Linked DNA regions of Zea mays: regions 1 and 3 are each linked to region 2. A link is a contact called in public Hi-C data. All regions are on one chromosome and are shown on one strand. The core of a region is the stretch at or near the end of the contact, and the rest is flanking DNA. Distances in the headings are between cores, read along the strand shown. Region 1 holds the start of LOC542553 (ferritin 1). Region 2 holds the start of LOC103654268 (clathrin heavy chain 1). Region 3 holds the start of LOC100191809 (putative RING zinc finger domain superfamily protein).

Region 1 (2,878 bases), core at 71-2,570, 260 kb after region 2:
TGTAGAATTGCTACCAGTCTTTGAATCTATCATCATCCATCGATGCACATACTGAAAGCTTCAACTCATACAGTCATACAACTATGTTCAGACGCAGAATAAATTCCAGTTCTGGACAACCGCGAGCTTTTGTTACTTTCCTTGCTCTACCATTACCAGACTACCAGTACCACACACGCAGACTCTCCTCTGAGGCACTTGGGCATTCAGATCCTATCCTAAACCAGAGGTCAGAACCGGCAAACAAGAAGCAAGAAAATGAGCGGCAACTTACCGTACAGAGCATCTCCTTTCTCAGGGTGGTCAAACTCGGTTAAAGGCGTCACAATCGATTGGAGCCTCACCCTGCCTCCACGTTTGTTCTGGCAGGCGCATTGTCCCGTCAGTACCGCACAGCACGTATTGGCATGTAGCAGAATGGAACGGACCAGAGGGTCAAATGATACCTGGTACTCCATGAGCTTTTCAGCGTGCTCCCTCTCCTCGTCGCTGGATTCCTTGAAGAACCTGGAAGAACCACATCATCGTTAGAGAGGAAAACGTAAAATCGGTATGGATAGCCGAACTTGGTGGCGAGAGGCGACGACTGACTTGGCAAATCCTTTGAGAGCCACGTTGTCGCGGTCGAAGTAGGCGAAGAGGGAGTGGTATGCATACGAGGCGTTGTACTCCACGCTGCACGGCCAGAGAGAGAGGTTCCAGAGTCAAATTGGTGTCGTATGGAGACATTTGTTATTCGGTTAGTGGAGCTGAATCGAAATCAAATCTCACAGATGGATGGAATGGCTGACAGATAACACCCAAAAAATAGCCTAATATGGTAAGAGCATCTTAACAGACAGCACACATAAATCCTAAAATCTGAACGCAAGCAGGAGCATAGCAGAGCAGAGCAGTGTGCGGTAACAGTAGCACTTACTTGATCTGCTCGTTGAGGGCGGCCTCGCAGTCATCGACGAACTTGTGGCGCGCGAGCGACTTGTCTGGGGACTGGGGCACGAGGGCGAGCTCCCCCTTGATCTCCTCGAAGGGCTGGAACACGACCCCGCTGAGCACCTCCTTCCCCTTGCCCGCGGCCCTGCACGCGGCGCCAGCGGCCGGCGAGGCGACGCCGCGCGGCGCCGCCACCCTGACGACGGGAGCAGGGGTCGCGGGCGCACCGGAGAGCTGGGTTGGCACCGCGGCGGCCGGGGACGGGGAAACCCTAAGCATCATCTGGATGTGTCGTGTGGGTGCGTGTGCGTTCGCGTGAATTCTGCGCGTGGGTAGTGGAATGGAATGGGTGGACTGGAGAATAGATGGATGGATGGATTGTGCGGCTGTGCCTTGGAGGAACGAAAGGGATAAATATAGGCGCGTGGGGGTAGCAGATTGGAGACACGTGGACGGCTGAGATTTGGAGAAGGCGGAGGGAGCGCGTGGAGGGCTCGTGGCGGGCGGGGGACTGGGGAGATATTTCTGGATGGTGGAGGCGTCCATTTTTTTTGAGCTTTTCCTTTGGTATACGCCGTTACTACAAGGGTTAGTTCGAGAATACTAATTTCCTATGGGATTTTCATTTTCCCAATGGAAAATAAATTAATTTCCCTTGGAAAAATGAAAATCTCATGAAACATTAGTGTTCCCAAACTAGCCCTAAATAAACTCAAATTTCCCCTTGTCCTAGAACTTATTTTCCCATGAGGCAGGGATACCATAAGGAGTCTGGCATTGTTCTAGGTTCTAGTTTTGACGTGAAGCCGTGGTGTATAATATAAATTTAAATAGTTTTTAAAAATAATTTAAATAAAAATGACTTATCAAAATGTTTTAAAGTTTGCAACTTCAGTTTCATAGTTTCCGAAGCTTCGGATGGCCCGTTTCATCAATTTCACCAAACTTTGTGCAGTCACAGACATAATTTTTTTTGAATGGCTTTAAATTTGGTGGTGGAGAAGTGGTGCATACAGACACCACCCCTTTGGTTGAGAATGTTGAAAATCTCCTCGAACATTAACAATTGTGGAAAATCTTTATTTTGTTTGATTGAAATAACTGTCAACTATAGATTTTATAAGAACGTGACATTTTTGTAAGATGGAAGAGATGAATATGAAAAATCTATTCTGTTGTATAGTTAATTCAGATTTTTTACAACGAATCCGGTCTAGGAAGCTAAACTAAACAGACCCCTAGTATTCAATGTAAATGCAGAGCAGCAAAGGATAACCACGAGACTTGTAGGTGTTGGAATTTATATCGTCCAGTTCATCTAATTAACGGCAGCACGTTATTATTTCAACAAACCTGACGTATATTTAAAATAAAATAAAATAAAAAAAGTGGTCGTGCGGCCGGCACACGCCTCTGATGATGACCCGAGCAAGGATGGAGGAGATAAGATGAAGATTCGTGGTTGCGACAGGACACACATAGAATTCCAAGGCTGTTTGTTGGAGTGAAGGACCACCGCACCCGTCTGAATGGTTGTTGGCTGTACCTTCAGATCTCGCTAGCAACTGATGACTCAGCTCACTAGCGCGTGGCGACCTCACGCGCGCTCTGAACCAGATTGGCCCGGTGCCTACCACCACACCCGTCCTCGTCATCCACGTCTGCATGTGGACACACGCCTTGTCTCTGTTCATCAACTAGCTGTTGGGTACAGTTATAGATGTCAAATGGGCCAGACGGGCCGGCTCGGTTCAGGCACAGCAAGGCCCGACACGAATTTTACTCTCCATTTTTAACTTTGTGTTTTTACCTCTTATTTCGAAAACAAAGCTATCGTTTATCCCTCCCTCCTAACGAGGTTAGTGCAAATCATAATACGAACTACTCCCTTTCTACGTTGTACTAGCGCATCATCAACAGGGGTAAAACCATAAATGCATAGTAT
Region 2 (2,700 bases), core at 99-2,598:
AGGCTTAACCGCCTTAAGAGACAATGTCGACAAGTGAGGAGGTAAATCTGGAACTTCTCTTGTTAGGGCACCAGAGGGTGGTCAACATTGGCGCGCACCCACGGATGCCCTTCTACGTGGAGTTCCTGTGGATGGACAAGGTTGTGTGGCTGCTGCACCTTCTAACCTTCGCGCTCGAGCCGCTGCCCAGCCACTTCGAGGCCGATCGCGACACGAAGTTCCACTAGAAGTACACGGAGAGCGTGACCGGCATGCCACCGCGCGCCGACGCAGGCATGGTCGTCGCCTCGTCGGGTTCGCCGTCGCGCCCGAGTTCTGACTAGGAATGACACCGTCGTGCGCTCCCGGGTCTACTTGGTGCCGCGTGGGGGTGGCTACCAATGAGATACCACGTGGAGGAGGTCGCCCGATGAGGCGCGCATGTGGCACAACACAACACAGCGAGGCGCATGGTGATAGTGGCACAACACGAGGAGCGTGGTGGTGGTCGTGGCAGTGGCACAACACAACAAGGTGCGTGACCACGTCCCTCACGTCGCGATGGAGTGTATAGTGGAAGGAGTTGGACGAGGAGGAGAGTGTCATCCATGACAAACAACTTAATCGAGAGTGAGCTCCATCAATGAAGCGTGATGAAGAAGGCTTTCCAAATGAGCAAGAAATAACACTGTTTAGTTTTTATTTTGGCCGTCTATGCATTTCTTTTGTGACGTAGCATCTTGCCGCTTTTCATAATTGCAAAAATCCTGTCAAATAGTGTCCACACGAGACATTTTGTTTCTCAACCCGCTTATATGAGAATCACTTTTGTGAATATCATCCAAATCAACGTGAATGCAAAATCCGAGTCATCGCGATAGGAGAAATCTGTCGCTTCCTACACCCTAAATCATATATAATCCCCATGATATCTAGATTATCGTGACAACTAGATTATGATTATCTAAGAATCCATGTTTTCAAAAAAAAGTTGTTCATGTTTCAAACATGCCCTAAGTTCCCCGACGTCTGCTCGCTTTTTTTCCGAAATAATTAGAATTTTGTCACTTGAAACGTTGCTTCCTTGTTATAATTACCCCTGTGTTTATAAATACTGAATCCATATCTCTACTATATTTAAGTGGGAGTTTCTTCTTCGTGTGTCTTCTTCTCCAACAAACTTAAAAGTAAAAAATGTCTCAAACCATCGCTCTCCATCCTCCCACACTATTCTAACCACTCGAGATCACAATCATTATGTTCAATAAAGAATAAATATGATAAATATGCTGAATATAAGTAGCACGAGGATAACTGACTAGTGTGTCTATGAAACGTGAAACATGGGTCCGATGATAATTTTGAAAACATATTTTGTTGTAATAACAAATATCATGTTCTCTCTCTTTTCCCCTTCTCCGCACCGACGTGGCGATGTGTTGTGTCCCCCCTGGCCCTCTCCTCAGATCAGATCTCTCCTTCTCCCCCCGAGTGGAGGCACCTCGCGTCACCGCCTCCGCTAGCCCTTCCGCTCCATACTAGCCGAAAGAGATCTCGGCACCGCCGCCCGTCGCCATGGCGGCGGCCAACGCCCCCATCGCCATGCGCGAGGCGCTCACGGTAACACCCCCGCCACCTCCCTCTCCTCTCTTACAGTACAGATCTCCATCCACTTACCCACCTACTGATCGTTCGTTGCTTGCCTGTCCTCCGCAGCTCACCAGTCTAGGCATCGCGCCGCAGTTCGTCACCTTCACCCATGTCACCATGGAGTCGGAGAAGTACATCTGCGTCCGCGAGACCTCCCCGCAGAACAGCGTCGTCATCATCGACATGGCCATGCCCATGCAGCCGCTCCGCCGTCCTATCACCGCCGACTCCGCCCTTATGAACCCCAACGCCAGGATCCTCGCGCTGAAAGGTTCGGACCTATTGCTTCTAGCCCTCTACCTACCGCCTGTAGCTCCTAGATCTAGCCCATTCGGTTCACTCCACTGCGCGTGGTCTCATTCTCATCATGCCCTACCTACCTGCTGCTGCCACCCATGGGATTGCGCTTGTCCTAGTCAAAGTTCTTGTTGAATAGTCGTCTCCTTATGAACTGGACAGCCGATCGATCTAAGCTTCTGGTTCCTTATTGCACTAGTGAGTGACATCAAGCCTGTGCTTGAGAGTCTGTATCATAACTACTGTTTACAGAGTTTTATGTCTACCTCTCTGTTTGCCTGCAAGTCATGCAGAATGAACAAGGGTCTGCCTAGATTGCTGAGGTATCTGTAATAAATCCATATAGTTATCACTGCAACTAGTCTTGTTCACTTCAGTTCATCCTAGTATACAAGCATTATGTTTCTAACATACATTCATATCTATCTGAGGCATCAGTGTTGCTGCTCACATTTTGGTTATGACTTTCTACCTGTTCACTTAACATTCTTGTTGAACTTATGTTCAAGTGCATATTTTCTTGAATAAAGTTACTGTTGCCTGGGGTATTTTACTATAGTTTGGGCATGGATTTAGTTCACTCACTTCATTTTTTTATAACATGCTTGTTACCACCTTCAGATGAAATAACTGATTCAGACACTGAGTATCTGGCTATATGTAGTTGCTTGCAATGTAGTTTGACTATAAATGGAACAATGGTAAATGTCTGCTGAAATTTTGCAGCCCAAATACCTGGAACAACACAGGATCACCTTCAAATATTTAACATTG
Region 3 (2,929 bases), core at 266-2,765, 280 kb before region 2:
AAATGCTTCATTTTTAGTGTTATACATATAACTAAATGTTTGTGAGTATTGAGTACGACTGACTTCTTAGTGAACTAACCATTGACTGAAAACATGATGATTGATCAAGGCATGGGTAAAGAAATACATTGAAACCACAAAAAAAGTTAAGGGTGGTAACATCTCAAATTCTAACACTTAGGTTTCTGCTTTTTTTAACTAACAAAGCAGGACTTTCATATGTTTCTCATGAATAGTGAGAGCAGAAAAAGCAGTACAACGTTTTCAAATTGAACTGGTAAATGAAAGAAGGAATCAACAAAACAACAGAAACCATTGAGAACTGGCTATCAATGAAAAAGTCTGACGGATAGATTATATCCTTATTCCTCTGTGCTGTAATAAGCAAGACAAGCAGCGCAAGTTTAGATAAGTAGTCCAATTATAGTCTAAAGTAAATTACCAAATCCTGTTCAGTAGACAGTACAGCGCTGCTAGCTTGTCCACTCAGATGAGTACCCAGTAAGATTCAGAATTGAACCAATACTAAAACAGGGAAATATCCTAAGCACATGGAAACAGCAGCGCCAAATCTATCTACTAAAATAGTTTTTTTATTGATTCAACTAGACTCGTTCTCTACTAACGATATCTCTTAGGCAAGTCATGAAGTCAATCAACTAATATAAAATAGATGGAGGATTTATCTTGAAGTTTCTTTTTAATCATGGATTTATCCAGGAGTTGGCATTTGGCATGTCATACATGCTTGTAGAGAGGGCCGTAACCCGTAACCATGGTGACACTGCGGATGCCCAGCCCCAGAGCTGCGTCGAGGCCTTCCATCAGCGCCATCAACTCCACCATCATGCGGCCACCCACGAAGCGCTCCACCAGCTTCTGTATCCTAAGGACCTCCTCCCCCTGCGGCCCATAGATAGCGACGGCGAGCACGGCGACGCTGGGGTCCCGGTCCCGCGGGGCCACAACCTCCCTGCTCGCCATGCCCTTGGAGAAGACGCGGAACGGCGGGCAGGGCGAGGACTCGACGGGGCGCTCGAAGTAGTCGCCGTCGTGGTCCCACTGTTCCTCGGGGATGGCAGCGAGGTCGCGGGCGAAGAGGGCGTCGTGCGCGACGACGCGGGCGTTGGCGGCGGCTCGGGCGTTGGCGGCTCGGCAGGCCTCGGCGTCGCGGCGGTCCTCCTCTGCGCGCGCGAGATCGGCGGCCTGGACGGCGAAGGCGTAGGTGGCGTCGGAGGATGACTCTGGGGCGGCTTGCGACGATGATGACGGGGCGGCGGCATTGGGCAAGCCGAGGGAGGCTTGGATGGCCTCGGCGACCTGGAGCTGGAAGGCAAGGTCGAGGTCGGAGGCCGAGATGGCGGCGGAGAATGCGAGGGCGACCTGCTCGTGCAGGGCGGCGAGGTCGTCACCGCCGTCCATGGCTGGCAACGGCGGCGGGAGTCGGTCGCTTCTCGCTTGGGGAGGCGAGACAAAGCAGTCGATCGTCTCGATCAAGAAAGAAAGAAAGAAAAGCAGTCGTTCGTTGTGGGCCGGCTGTTGCCGTCTAGTGGGCGTGGGCTTGGCAGACCGGGCTGGCCTATGTGAGGCCGCGCTCCAATTCACTCACTATTTTGTTTGTTTGTTTATATATATACACTAGGTCCGTGCGTTACAACGGGGACATATAATATCTCGATAACTTATATATACAAATATGTGTTATGCAGTTATGAGATAGAGGATGACATCCGCGAGCTATCTGGGATGACATCGAAGAGAAATTCGGGCCTGTGATGCACGGGCACTCACCTAGTAGTGTATTATATAAGATAGGTCAGTGCCCGTGCATTGCACCTAGTTGTGAATGAACTGGAACTGAGTGAACATAAAAAGAAAAATGATATCCAATTAAATTGTCTATACTGCATGTTTTAGTCATCGCCTGATTAAGCATCCACTTGAAGCCAATAGCAGTAGTGCACTCATTCTTGGAATCACCTCTCCTCAGCAGCTGATACACGCACAAAAGAATTTGGCTAGGGCTGAATCACCCATCTACCAGTTAGCACGGTCGCTCGTACTATGAGAGCAATGTCGAGGGGTATACCAATGAAGTAGTAGCATCCGGCGTTGATGTAGGCAACGATTGCTTGCCACCTGCAGCCAACGCCCACTCCTTCATCAGTCGTTGCCTAGTGAGCAAAAAGCTCAGTACCAGTAGTAGTGGGAAGAACACAACAAATGCATTACTGAAGGCGGATAAGTCTGTTCTCCAGTGAACTAACTTATATAAAAACTGTAGTGACACTTGGATTATACCTATGACCTATGGTTTAATAGTGTCATTTTAGTTAAATACATAGCGCTATTTCCCCAAGTTTATGAAAAGGAGATTACTGGTTTACTGATCTTCCCATTTCTCTTAACCTCTTAATACCTTAGCATTAGTCGCACATCAGTTAGTGAAGATGTACATGAATTAAAGAAAAAGAATTCCAACCTCAAATATCCCAACAGCAAGGCAAACACAATGATCGTCTTCGCCAAAAGCAGGAGCACAATGGACAACACTCGTCCGACCATCATCCGTGACATAGTTATCCGCAATAACTCTAAACGCACTCTCTTGAAGTTCAATAAAAAAAATCAAATAGAGCAGTATATATGTAACCAAAAAAGGTAACAACCCTAAGCAATTATAAGAACCAAAAAGCTACAGGTACATCAATAATTCTTTGCTTTAGATGATAAATTTGAGCCCCCAGCACCCCACAGGGCTACCAACAACATATTATAAGTATAATTGTAGCTACAAAAAATGTAAAAATAAAAACAAACCACAACATAAACCGAATAGCAGTAGTCACATAACTAAATAAGCATCCAGGTTTGCACCCCTGAAGTTAACAACTCAACACAAACATAATAACCAAATAACTAATAAAGC

The links. Hi-C and Micro-C count contacts between places; a contact is called where the count stands out from the background.
Region 1: a Hi-C map of leaf shows a contact between it and region 2, with 5 times the contacts expected there. The contact joins the promoter of LOC542553 here to the promoter of LOC103654268 in region 2. A contact is called at or near these places in 2 of 25 Hi-C or Micro-C datasets (ear and leaf).
Region 3: a contact with region 2 is called in a Hi-C map of ear, with 7 times the contacts expected there. The contact joins the promoter of LOC100191809 here to the promoter of LOC103654268 in region 2. A contact is called at or near these places in 3 of 25 Hi-C or Micro-C datasets (ear and leaf mesophyll).

What each region holds. Positions count from the first base shown.
Region 1 is chr4:188,949,877-188,952,754 of Zm-B73-REFERENCE-NAM-5.0, forward strand. It overlaps LOC542553 (ferritin 1), which reads right to left and starts at 1,321. Exons shown (of 8, transcript NM_001112093.2): 1 at 920-1,321; 2 at 592-675; 3 at 447-507; 4 at 275-362. The coding sequence starts at 1,215.
Region 2 is chr4:188,685,076-188,687,775 of Zm-B73-REFERENCE-NAM-5.0, forward strand. It overlaps LOC103654268 (clathrin heavy chain 1), which reads left to right and starts at 1,349. Exons shown (of 29, transcript XM_008681101.3): 1 at 1,349-1,599; 2 at 1,696-1,900; 3 at 2,653-2,700. The coding sequence starts at 1,555.
Region 3 is chr4:188,401,180-188,404,108 of Zm-B73-REFERENCE-NAM-5.0, forward strand. LOC100191809 (putative RING zinc finger domain superfamily protein) reads right to left here and starts at 1,516. Exons shown (of 3, transcript NM_001137234.1): 1 at 745-1,516. The coding sequence starts at 1,422.